Regions from separate parts of the Mus musculus genome. Here all the other regions are linked to region 3. Evidence: chromatin contacts called from public Hi-C data. All regions are on one chromosome and are shown on one strand. The core of a region is the stretch at or near the end of the contact, and the rest is flanking DNA. Distances in the headings are between cores, read along the strand shown. Region 1 overlaps Abca1 (ATP-binding cassette, sub-family A (ABC1), member 1). Region 2 has its middle 19 kb from the start of Abca1. Region 3 holds the start of 4930522O17Rik (RIKEN cDNA 4930522O17 gene).

What was found. A called contact is a pair of places that touch in the nucleus more often than the background predicts.
Region 1: a Hi-C map of the G1E-ER4 cell line shows a contact between it and region 3, with 4 times the contacts expected there. The contact joins the enhancer-like site here to the promoter of 4930522O17Rik in region 3. A contact is called at or near these places in 8 of 39 promoter capture datasets (the 3T3-L1 cell line, 3T3-L1-derived adipocytes, the C10 cell line and 4 more), 1 of 15 datasets of contacts at CTCF or cohesin (the G1E-ER4 cell line), 13 of 484 Hi-C or Micro-C datasets (the C2C12 cell line, the G1E-ER4 cell line, the HL-1 cell line and 7 more), 1 of 115 datasets of contacts at active chromatin or transcription factors (microglia) and 3 of 9 other capture datasets (adipose tissue, bone marrow-derived macrophages and liver).
Region 2: a contact with region 3 is called in a Hi-C map of the G1E-ER4 cell line, with 2.1 times the contacts expected there. The contact joins the enhancer-like site here to the promoter of 4930522O17Rik in region 3. A contact is called at or near these places in 2 of 39 promoter capture datasets (the 3T3-L1 cell line and liver), 1 of 15 datasets of contacts at CTCF or cohesin (the G1E-ER4 cell line), 8 of 484 Hi-C or Micro-C datasets (the G1E-ER4 cell line, the HPC-5 cell line, the MC38 cell line and 3 more), 3 of 115 datasets of contacts at active chromatin or transcription factors (bone marrow-derived macrophages, embryonic stem cells and neurosphere) and 3 of 9 other capture datasets (adipose tissue, liver and macrophages).

Annotation. Positions count from the first base shown.
Region 1 is chr4:53,118,002-53,121,876 of GRCm38.p6, reverse strand. The region is part of intron 5 of Abca1 (ATP-binding cassette, sub-family A (ABC1), member 1); the gene reads left to right. Among named protein-coding and RNA genes, the nearest start is that of Abca1, 40 kb to the left of the region's middle. Within about 2 kb of position 1,351, at least 84 of the 459 cell types and tissues checked have an H3K27ac peak or open chromatin away from gene starts, as enhancers often do. A contact at or near this core is called in 3T3-L1-derived adipocytes, the G1E-ER4 cell line, adipose tissue and 5 more, where this site is marked.
Region 2 is chr4:53,177,032-53,180,948 of GRCm38.p6, reverse strand. No RefSeq gene overlaps it. Among named protein-coding and RNA genes, the nearest start is that of Abca1, 19 kb to the right of the region's middle. Within about 2 kb of position 2,443, at least 10 of the 459 cell types and tissues checked have an H3K27ac peak or open chromatin away from gene starts, as enhancers often do. A contact at or near this core is called in the G1E-ER4 cell line, where this site is marked.
Region 3 is chr4:53,243,829-53,247,536 of GRCm38.p6, reverse strand. It overlaps 4930522O17Rik (RIKEN cDNA 4930522O17 gene), which reads right to left and starts at 1,341. Exons shown (of 3, transcript NR_040665.1): 1 at 1,128-1,341; 2 at 16-150.

The DNA of each region.
Region 1 (3,875 bases), core at 102-2,601, 130 kb after region 3:
TGATACACTTTAAGTCCTGAAGCCCAGAAGGTACTTTAGGGACTGCAGACGACTATTTTTCTGGTCCTTTGTGTTTGGGTCAGGAAAGGTTGCTGGGGCGGTTGAGGGATGGGCTGTACCTGTGTGTGCCTGTGCTCCACAGCCCATGGAAGTGACACCCTCCATGAGAGCTGTGCTCTTTCAAGTCGGGCACTGTCCACCCCACATGGTTTTCTGTTGCAGCCTATGTTCTCTTCTGCTTCCATTAGTACAGACTATGGACAGTTGATAACCCCTACCCCTGCCCCATCTCTGGTTCAGGGGCTTTTCAGATGTTTTCTCTCCAGGGTGCAGATGCCCTCTAGCTCTGAAAACTTTTCCGAGAAAGAACCAGGGTGAATCTTGGGCTCTGGACTGGATTATGTGTCTAGGTTGTTGAGGTTGAGAGGGGAGGAGATCCAGGGCAGTGTTGTGTATGCTGAGTTATGTCTGCTTGTCTCTGTCTCTTTAGCTAGGTGTTGTGTTGAGGCAATGGCGTGGCTGGCTTGGCCTTTCCATTGTGGCTTGGACCCAGGTTATCTGTGCCTTTCCATCTGCAAGCCAAGGGTTTTCAGTTAGGGAAAATGGCCGTGCCATTTTGCCTGTCTGTTGATACTGACAAGTCCTGATAAGACATAAACTCCAGGAGCCAGGGTGGTTGTGGTGATAAGGCAAGGAACTTGGCTGAGGCAGGGGTTGGAGAACAGGTGTTGATGAACAGTGAATAACTTTTAAATATCCCCTGAACGTGAGAGTCAGGATGGCTGGGTTCAAGCCTGGCTTCTGTAGTTGGTCAGTTATACCCATGCCTAACCATGTAACATTCCTGTGCCTCACTTTCCTCAAGAGGTGACAATGCTAGCACCTCCCCAGGGATGGGACTCCTCAAGGAAATGAGCCAATAGGAACAAGGCCTTCCCATACCAACCTGATACACAGGAAGTGTGAGATCTCTTCCTTCCTTCACTGTGTTTGCAGTTACGGGAGGAAGGCCATTTCTCTTTGTGCACATGAAATTCAGAGAGGCTAAGTACCTTGCCTGAGAAACCACCATTGGCAACGGCTGGCAAGAGTAGAATTTCAGTCTTTCATACTTTGTCGCTGTTACATCCTAGGGAGAGCTGCCCTTGACACCTACGAGGTCCCCACACACAGACAGGCTGGGGTGAGGAGGATGAGAGAGCTTCTGTCAGCTTTCCTTCCCTTTTAGGCTACGCGTCCAAGCTTCCTGCGTAGCAGACACTAGGGGACTTTTCCCGGAGGCCTAGCTCTAAAGACCATCTCGTGACTCACAGCTACTTCTCCCTTTTGCCTGAAATTCTGCCCTTTGTTTCATCAGAGCAGTTGCTCAAGTTGGGTTTACAGCCCCGAACTCTAGTCTTCTGTCCTCATACCTGACACCCATGTGTCATCTTGTTGTGAGATCTGATGACGCGTGTCAGCATGTCATTAAAATTGAGAAGCCTGTAAAAATCTTCGGGTGATTGTAATTCATGTCCTGTGTGTGCTTGTCAAAAGTTTTGACTTGAGATTTTAGAGTTTTATAGTTTGAAACCTTTCATCTCCCTGAACATTTCCCCAGACCTGTCAAAGCCCGGCTGTGCCCCAGAGCCTGGGCTGTTGGTTGCCATCCAGGGCAGAGGCCTGGCTCTAGCCAAAGCAGTGCCCCAGTGCACTGTTGAAATATTGCTTGAGCTAAATCAAACCAAAGGTCAACTTTACCCAGACAAGCATAGAAAATACAATTGCATTCAATTACAGAAAGCCATGTTAGCTCACAATATCAGGCTGCTTTTTAAAAAGCTTGACTTGTGACCACCAGACAACAGTGTCACATGTCTCCTGCCTTTCCTGTATGAGATTCGTTTACCCTGTGGGTGGCAGAGAGCAGCTTGGGCATAGAGTTTGGTTCTCCCTGAAAGCTTTGTGCTTCAAGCCCGCCCACCTCAGTTGCACGGAAGTCCCAAAAGACAGTGTTCAATTGACTCTGTCTACAGACAAGGTTGGACAGGGTAGCAACGCCATTTTGCATTAAAAGATATCCCCCAATAGTATAAATTCATTGTACATCGTTTCATGTCATATAAGGATTTGCTCACATAGGTATGCTCTGTATGTTTGGTCCCGTGTCATATAAGGGTGTATTCACATAAATAGGTATTGTATGTTTGGTCCTATGTTATGTAAGGGTACATTCATAGGTGTGCATTGTATTGTCCTATGCCATAAAGGACATACTAAACATAGGTATGTATGCATTGTATGTTTGGTCCCATGTCATGTAAGGCCATACTTACATAGGTTTATTCTACATGTTAAAGATGCTCCTCACATACCCTCTCCTCTCCTCTGCTCAACCCTCCTTTGGCATTATTCCTTCTGTGTTCCTAGACAATTTGCTTCTATTTTCTGTTCTATGTATTTATATGAAACCTAGGACCCATAAGTGAGAGAAAAGCATAGAGTATCTCTCTTTCTGAGACTAACTTAATTTGATTAATAGGATTATCTCTGACTATATGTATTATCTCAAAAAAGCCATAGCTTTGTTCTCTATGGCTGAAAAGTATTTCTCCTCTTTCTCTGTGGTTGGACCCCCTAGATTGGTTCTCTAACTTAGCTGTTACGAACAGAGCTTCAGTGAGCATTGATGTGCCTGTGTTTGAGTGGAACTTTATATTTTTAGTGGACTACTGAATTTGGTTCTTTGAAGCAGCATTAGTGGATCAGTACTATCCCCATTTTATTGATGAGAAAACTGAGTCTGAAAAGGTTGTATCTGTTGCTCAGTGCTATGGAGTTGTAACTTAGGTTCAGGTCTGTGTGGCTCAAAGTTCCACATCTCTCCACCACACCATATGCCCACGTTGCCTCACTTCATTGTGGGGAAGCATGGTTGACATCACCAGCTTTTGATTCTGGAGAGTAACACAATTCACTTAGTTGCTAACAGAGTGGAAAGAACTAGAGTTTTGAAATCAAAGTTGCTGGGTTGACATTTGCCTTTGGTTTGTTTTGTGACCTTGAGCCAGATACTCCCTTCTGACATCTTTCCTGGGTTGGAAAAATGAGAATAATAGCAATACCTTTCTTGGAAGCTGGTTTTAGAGATCCTGGAAATTGATCTGTGTAATGTGCCTGAGGCTTTGCAAATATGAGTCGTGTTTCCTGCCTCAAAGTGCCACCACGTCCTGCTACGTTTATTAATCTTAGACATTAGAAGAAATGAGGCAATGTGTGCAGGATGCATACCGAGAGGTCTCCCCTAACTGCCTGCAAAGAGTCCCACCTAAGTCCCTCACTTGCACGGTCATCTTCCTTTCCTTCTCTTGTTCCCTGTTTGTCTGTCCCTGCCTTTCTCTCTCTGTCTGTTTGTCTTTGTGTCTCTGACTCTTTCTCTCTGTGTCTCTCTCTCTCTGTGTCTCTGTCTCTGTGACCCAGTCTCTGTCTCTGTCTTTCTCTCAGGAGGCCAGAAGTTGATGTCAGGGCTCTACTCACCTGTTTAGCTAATTTAGCTACCAAGCATGCTCTAGGGAATCCTGTGTTCCCCCCCCCCCCCCATATCCCCTGAGCTGCCTCACCAACCCCTGTTCCGTGGGTTTTCCAAGTTCCCAGGAACTGGTTGTAATCCTTCATCCTGTTGTGTCTGGTCTCAATCAGTTAGAGACAAAGTCATAGCTTAGAACCGGGTGGCTTAAACTCTCCCATCTCCCATGCCTCCTGTCTCTGCCACCTTCTCTTGGATTCAGTTTTTCCTGTTTCTAATTAGTTTCTTCCTATTGTTGCCCTTTCCTGCTTTTCTCCTTCCATCTTCCAAGTATCCCCTTTGCTTTGCATCGCTCAGGTGTTCACAAAAG
Region 2 (3,917 bases), core at 1,194-3,693, 68 kb after region 3:
CCACAACTTTAAAGGGAAGTCTGTGACAATTTCCACGGTAGGCAACTGAATCAGGTAGATACGGACATGGAAAAAAATCTTGATCATACCAACAGTGGACATATATTTCTTCTCTCATGAACATCCCAGGATTCAGATGCTGTTCATCCCACTGGAGGATGCAATAGCAAGGCACCGTCTTGAGAGCAAGAAGGAGCTCTCAACAGAAAAGTAACTGGATATGGGACTTCCCTGCTCCTACTTCCTCAAAAACAAGGGTTCTCCGCACCCCACCTCCATTCCTGTGGAGAAAGGAAATCAGGGCTCTGAGAGTTCAGGTACTGAAGCTCAGAGGGAAGTGGAGGGTTACAGTGGGCTCTCAGCTCTCCCCACTCTGCAGCATTCCTGAGCTGGACGTCATCTGCCTCCGTTTCCCATCGAGTGACCCTCCTGAGCTGCAGCCTCAGCAATCAAGGTGGCCTGCATCCACCCTGTTCGACTCAACTCTTTGCTTTTCTGCCTTTATGCTTCCTGGAAAGCGCTTCTAAGTCTGGTAAAATGCTCAGCCGCTTAGAGGGAGCTTGTTTTCAGCTTCCTCTTGGAATGTTCTCAGACCTTTCAGGCTATGCTGTAGGGCATTTGTGCTTCCTGAAGGTGTACGCAGGTTACATAGTAGCTTGGTTCAGGTAACAGTAATTCTTGTTCTTTCTATCCTCTGGTGTCACAGGAACATAAAGAAAGCAAGGGACCAGCTTCTTCTTGCCTTCATACTGGTGTTAACCCATGTGTGATGGCTGAGCCTTCATGACTTATACACCCCGCTAGAAGTCCTGATTTCACAACTCTGTCACACTGGGGTTAAGTTTCCAACACATGCATTTGGGGACGCATTCCAACCACAATGATGGCTTTTATTGTTTTTGTTTTGTTTTGTTTTCTTTCCCTCTTCCCACCTCCTTCCCAGGAGCATTTTGAAGTTATCTTTCATTATAGTCTTCATGCCTATTCCTCCTCAGCTCCTGCTTCTGGGAGGCTCCAAAATAAACAGATACTGCTTTGAGATTACGTGGCCCGAGCCCTAAAGCACAGGGCAGTGATTTACATATGCCTGTCATACCCATGCCACAGTTTAAATAGCAGTGAAGACTTCAACTTCGATGCCTCTGCTGCTCAGGTTTAGGGTTTTTTGGTTTTTTTTTTTTTTTTTTTTTTTTCAATTTTTTAAGACATCTGTAATGAGAATTTTGGTTTCTTAAAAAACCCAGTTACGTTATGTGCATATGGTTTCGGTTTTAATCCCAGGTGTAGGATAAGGGGCTGCCTCGGTTTGTCCACGGCTGTTACTCTTAACTGTCTCGTGCTCTAGAAATGGCACGATCTTTGCCAGCTGCAGATAGTTTTACTCTGGGGACTCTGGAGAGGGAATAAATGGCCGAGCCCTGGGAGGGGCTGGAGGTGCTCTGAAGAAGAAGAGGAAGGCGGCTGCTGCTTCTCTATCCCTTGTTGCTGGTTTGTTCTGCTGCTGCTGCTGCTGCTGCTGCTGCTGCTGCTGCTGCTGCTGCTGCGTTTGCTGTTGCATTTGCTATTGCTGGATTGTTGGTTTGCTGATCTGTTGGTCTGTTGGATATTCTGACAACAAAGATTGAATTTGCCTCAAGTAACTCTATGCCCCTAATCAGCAGAAAGAACCCTATAAAGGTCTATGTCCCCTTTCCCCTCTAACCTTCCTTCTCTCCTACCTAGTGTTTGTTGAAGGTTCAGAAGGGTTTGGGGGGAATAAAGGTTAGAAGGGTGGTAGGTGATAGAACACAATTAAATAGACCAAAACTACACTAACGGACACCTTTTGGAAAGTTCAGACATATATATGTGGATATTTGGAGGGCTTTGACCAAGGAATAACATATGAAGTCCTACTGGTGTGTTTGTGTGTGTGTGTGTACATCTGGTGGGATATAGAGGGACCAAAGATTATGGGAGGATAAGCAGGCACGGCTCACCCAGATAGTTGCTCCAAACATCTCGAATTTCCTGCAGTTCCAGGGCTCAGTGTCTGGTTGAGAGTGTCCATGGAAAAGGTACCAGGCAGGTAGCTGAGGCGTGGTGGTCGGGGAAACTAGGGCATGTTAGAAAGTCCTGCTTCAAGATCAATACTGTCAGAGGCAGCACTCAGTGACTGGCAAGTGCTCTGTGCCCTCCTATCCTATCCCAGCCTCACCCTGATCCACAGGCCAGAGTACTGTTTGTGCAGCTCGGAGCCCAGGGCAGGAGCAGGCAGAGCATGGTGATGCACGGGCATCCTCAGCAGGACTGTACTATCTGCGGGGCACGAAGGGCAGCTTTGCACAAGCAGTCTATACCTGCCATCAGAGCTCCCGGCTGCAGATGTCTCTGAACAGGACAAAATAGGAGGCCACAGGGAAGGAAGTCTTTAGGAGGGGAGACATTCCTTAGTAATGGAATTTCCTGAGGAGCTAGAGACACAGAACTGACTTTTCATAATCTGTAGCCTTGGGCCTTTGAGCCTGGGCTGCTCTGCAAGGGGCCATTTTGCTATAAGCGTATAGGCACGTGCATAACTTGACAACTCTGTTGGGCAGAAGGCTTGGCAGCCAAGTGTTCTGGACTCTACTTGTCACTGATCTTGGACCTGCCGCTTGGCTCCTCGGTGCCTCAGTTTCCTTCACCTTAATTATGTTCTCATGGAGCAAAGGTGACAGTCAAGGCTCTTTTCAATGCCAAGGCTATCAGAGTCATTTCTCCAGCAAATGCTTTAGGACACTGAGCCAAGAGAATGCTCTCATTGTCATCCCGAGAACCTGAGGTCATCTTTAAAATCATTTTTAAAGACTGTGCTCTAGGGTGAACCATTTAGTGATGGCTAGACACCGTGGAATTCCGAGAGAAGCATTGCTGACAGTTACTGCATAAATGCCAGCCTGAGGACTTTACCTTAAATATGCGCGTCACATCTTTGAATGTGCTGTCCTATTGTCCTAGAGCTGCTAGGCCATTGTCAAGTTCACTCTAAGTCATACATTTGACTATGTAACAGTTTGCCAAATTGGCAGCTAACCACCCCCCATCTGTGGTTCGTTAGGGAGGAACTTAAAAGCGCCCCTTGGAGCTGTCTGCTTACTCCCTGCCTGGTCTCTGGTTTCTCTCCCAGGTTTATGACTGGCATCTTTTTATTATTTGTACTCCACACAAGAGTTGGCAAGTTGATGCATCATCGGAAGGTTGAACAGAATGCCCCCGGGGCAGGTGTGATATTAGAATGCCCTGCTTTCTAGAGTCGGATGGGCTACCTCTGGGCTGTCACTCCTGCTACGTAGGCCATGCTCTGCGTGGCCCAGCTGACCTGGCCATGATCTATCCACTTGTTTCTGATTACCAGCCAACCTGGATGCAGTTCACTCCGGACCAACCAGACAATGCGTCTCTGGTTTTGAAATGCTTCCTAAAGTAGGATGTTTTCTTCCAGGGGCAGGCAGAACTGAACAGGGAAAACACAAATCTCATGTGGCCAAATCAGAGAGCCAGTGAGAAAAGACCATGGTTGAAATGGAAACTTAAGGGTTCTTTGTAAAGTCGGTCGGATGGTGTTTTGCTGGGGCAAACACATGAAGGAACGTTTTGTTAAAGTGGCACAGGTGTGAAAGGCTAAGGCAGACTCGTGAGGAATGTTTCTCTGAAGCAAACACAGGAGCTGATGGTCTGCTAAAGCAAGCACGTGAAAGGGCATGTGATGAAGGATTCTTTGGTACTAACACTCATGTATTGGTCCTCCTTACATTACGTAGTTGAGCTGCATGTGTCAGGATACCCTAGAGAGAAGTGCACCAAAAAACTTCTGGTGGTGTGCTGCAGTTTCTTGCCACCTCCAAGGACTTGGGCTGATTGGATGTACAGGCTAAGGCAAGATCCATGCTAAGGCA
Region 3 (3,708 bases), core at 92-2,591:
TAAGTTACAGCTTACCTGGTATAGCCTGCAAGCCTTTTCCTTTCCTTTGGGAACTGTGATTTCTCTCCTTGGTCTTAGATTTCAAGTTGCTCCACAGTTCATTATTAGAAAATGAATTATTCAGCTGTTTCCTTTTCAAGACATCTTTAGCTGTCAGGGTATCAAGGAAATGGGAATAAGTCAGTCACATTTTATAATTTTATTCACTGAGATTTATCAAGATGCAATGAGTTTCCACAGTCTCTATGGCAAAATACAAAATGAAATATTTTTTTCTTGTGGCAAAGTATATACATGATATCAAATTAAAATTAAGTCTTTTTTGACAAGAAAAAAATATATACAACCTTGTGGAGTCCCATCCCATCTCCGGGTCTTGATTCCCTCAGCTATAAAATGATATTTTGGGACTAGTTTCTAAGGTTTCATATGCATTTTCCTAAAGAAGCTTTATTAATATATAATTAGCACACCATATAATTCACCTGCTTAAAGTATATAATTCAATGGCCTCTAGCATATTCCATATTTTGAGTTGGAATAAACACATATAACAAAGTTTGTTATTTTAACCACTTTAAGTGTATCAACCCATGGAATTAATCTTGTTCACAATGTCTCAAAGTCATTGCCAGCGTTTCCAGCATTTATCATTATCCTCATGTAGACATTCTGAACTGTGTAGGTGTGAAACCCTGGAACTAGTCTGCTTGAGAAAAAGCACATCAAAGGCTCTCAAGCCGCACAGAAAAGGGACTAATTTTAATTCCCACTCAGTGACATTAGGCCTCTTGTGAGCAGTTACTCATTTATACACACACTGAACATTGTTCTCAGTCCTGCTCCGGGTACACTAATGGCTCTAAAGAAAGTCTGAGCCAAGAGGAGGGAATAAAACGTGTTTTTTTTTTTGGATCTTGTGATTATGAGCCATCAGTTTTTCTTAGTTCTATCAGCCGACTTCGCTTAATTTTTAAACTAAGCTAACTGCCTCTCAAAACTGTTGAGCTTCGGTTGGTAGAGAGCCAGGGTTTCAGAGGCTGTAAGCACATGATCTTTCCAGGAACTAGCTAAAAACTGTGATGGACACTCTTCATAGTCAGCCCTTAGATCCATCCAGACAAGACCTGTGGCCCAGGAACTGGCAGATACGGACTCGCTCATCGAAAAGACTCCATTCAGCATTATCTTTTACACACACTGGAGTACTTCTCAGAATTGGCTTGGTATCTCGTGAGATCTGAGAAAAATAAAACTAGATAGGTTACAGCTGTGGGTATGAACCACAGGAGTGGGACTGGCAGTTCATGGAGCTGCCGACCTTTCTTCCGGATTCTTCTTAAGTCCTTCCAGGGCACTGCTTCCGGACCACGAGAGCCTCTATATCGAATAGAAGACCCAAGAGTGAGGTTCAACAGCCCTAACATAAGATGCGCTGCTCTCTGAGTACAGTTTCTTCCACAGTGTCAGTCAGACAAAGGCTGTATCTCTGTGTGTTGGGGTTGGGGAGGGAACTAAAAAAGACATGCAATAACGTTCCTCCCGGTAATGAAACTCTGGGACATTCTGGGCAGTACTTGTGAACACGCGTATCTCCACACAACACAAAACCTGGTCTTAATCAGTCTTACTCTCACAGATCTGGATTCAAGTTGGGCTCCCATGGTTTAATGGTGTTTGACAGTTTACTACATTCCACTGAATGTTAGACATTATTGCTATCTTCTAAAAATAGCAGTGGCCACAATTTTTGCAAAGTGAACCAAAAGATCTGGGCTCACTCCCAGCTCCGCCTCTCCATATCTGTATGACTTTGGCACTTAACCTATCACGGGCCTTGGCTTCCTAATCAGGGATGGTTTAAATGCTTTGGAAAAAAACTTAAGATTCTTTTATTTTTTCCATTTCATCTTTTCTTCCCCTTCCCCCTCCCTTTCTCCTCTGAGTGGCTGGGCACCCCCTTTGGGTGCCCTCCCCCAACCCCTAGGCACTTCAGGTCTCTGCCAGGCTAGGTGCTTCCTCTTCCACTGAGACCAGACAAGGCAGCCCAGCTAGAAGAACATATCCCATAGACAAGCAACGGGTTTGGGGGATAGCCATGCCACCACCAGTTGTTCAGGACCCACGTGAAGGTCAAGCTGCACATCTGCTACATGTGAGCTTGGAGTCCTAGGTCTGCCTGTGCACGTTCTTAAGATTTCCCCTCTCTTCTAATCAAAGGTTTCTTGTGAGATTATTCTCATGGCCTGGCAGTTGCTTAAGAAAAGACAAAAGGCAGCCTGGGTTAGGAGGCAATGTATAGCACCAGGCATTCAGCTTCTAAGTTCTGAAATGCTATTCTTGCAAGCCTATATGCAAGCCTACATTACTATTTGGCAACTTTTTGGTTAGGTTTGCCTAATAAAATTAAAAATGGCTGTCTATCTCTTCTTTTTGCTACCAAGGGATGATCTGAGGCACAGTGGAATACATTTATTAAGGCAATTTTATCTTGCTGAAATAAAATGGCCTTTAGCAGATGGAAGGTCATATTTACTTTTCTGAGCAAGAGAATTGTGAGGAAACCCTGTAACGGCAAGGTTAAATCACATCATTTGTCTATCAAAGCTGAAATCTCTGTGGGTATTTGAAGGGGTGGGGTGAGGGCTAATTTTGTATCTGCTTGGGAGAGCAGAGAAGTAGCCTGTAAAACATTAGTTCTTTTGTTTCTGTACACAAATATTCAGAATGTGTGTCTTGCTTCTCTAGACATGTCATGATTTTTAACCCTTATAACATGGATACAGTTCTTGTACCACTCTGTGTGGGTATTTATCTATTTATCTATGTATATTATATGTGCACTGGTGTACTACATGTATATCCATGTAAGGGTATTGGATCATCTGAAATTAGAGTTAGAGACAGTTGTGAGCTGTCATGTGGGGCTGGGAATTGAACCTGAGTCCTCTGGAAGAGCAGCCAGTGTTCTTTACCACTGAGCCATTTCTTCAGCCCCCTGTGTGGGTTTCTTAACCATTTGGAAAACATGAAATGCAAAGGACAGAGGAATGGGAGGAGGAATGACTGCAAGTCTTCCAGAGTCTGAACAGGAAGAACCAATTACAGAAGCCTTGCCAAAGGAACGAGGAGTTCAAGTTGAACTAGTACTTAGGTCAAAACAGGGGGAAGAACACAGGTAGGTGAAAAAGAAATACAGAGAAGAGAGAGATAAAATCAGAAAGTGAGGAGAGATGGATAGATGATAGATAGATAGATAGATAGATAGATAGATGATAGATAGATAGATAGATAGATAGATAGATGATAGATAAATTGAGAGATGATAGATTGGTAGATGATAGATTAATAGATAATAGTAGGTAGGTAGATTGATTAATACATGATAGATGATAATGATAGATAGATAAGCAATTGATAGATAATAGATGATAGACAGAGAGAATGATGATAGATACATGATAGACTATAGACAAATGATATATTTGTGGGAAGCCACATGTGCCGTTGCAGAGTGGCACTGACTACTGCTGGCCACCAGGCCTAAGTTTGGACAAACAACCAATGTGTACATATGCAGTAAAGTTTTTTGCAAAGACACTGCCTGGCCCGGGCATGATAATGAGGCTTTGAGAGTATAACCAATCAGATGTGAGACATGCAAATGAGGTATGATAATGAGGCTCTGTGAGGTATAGAGAGAGAATA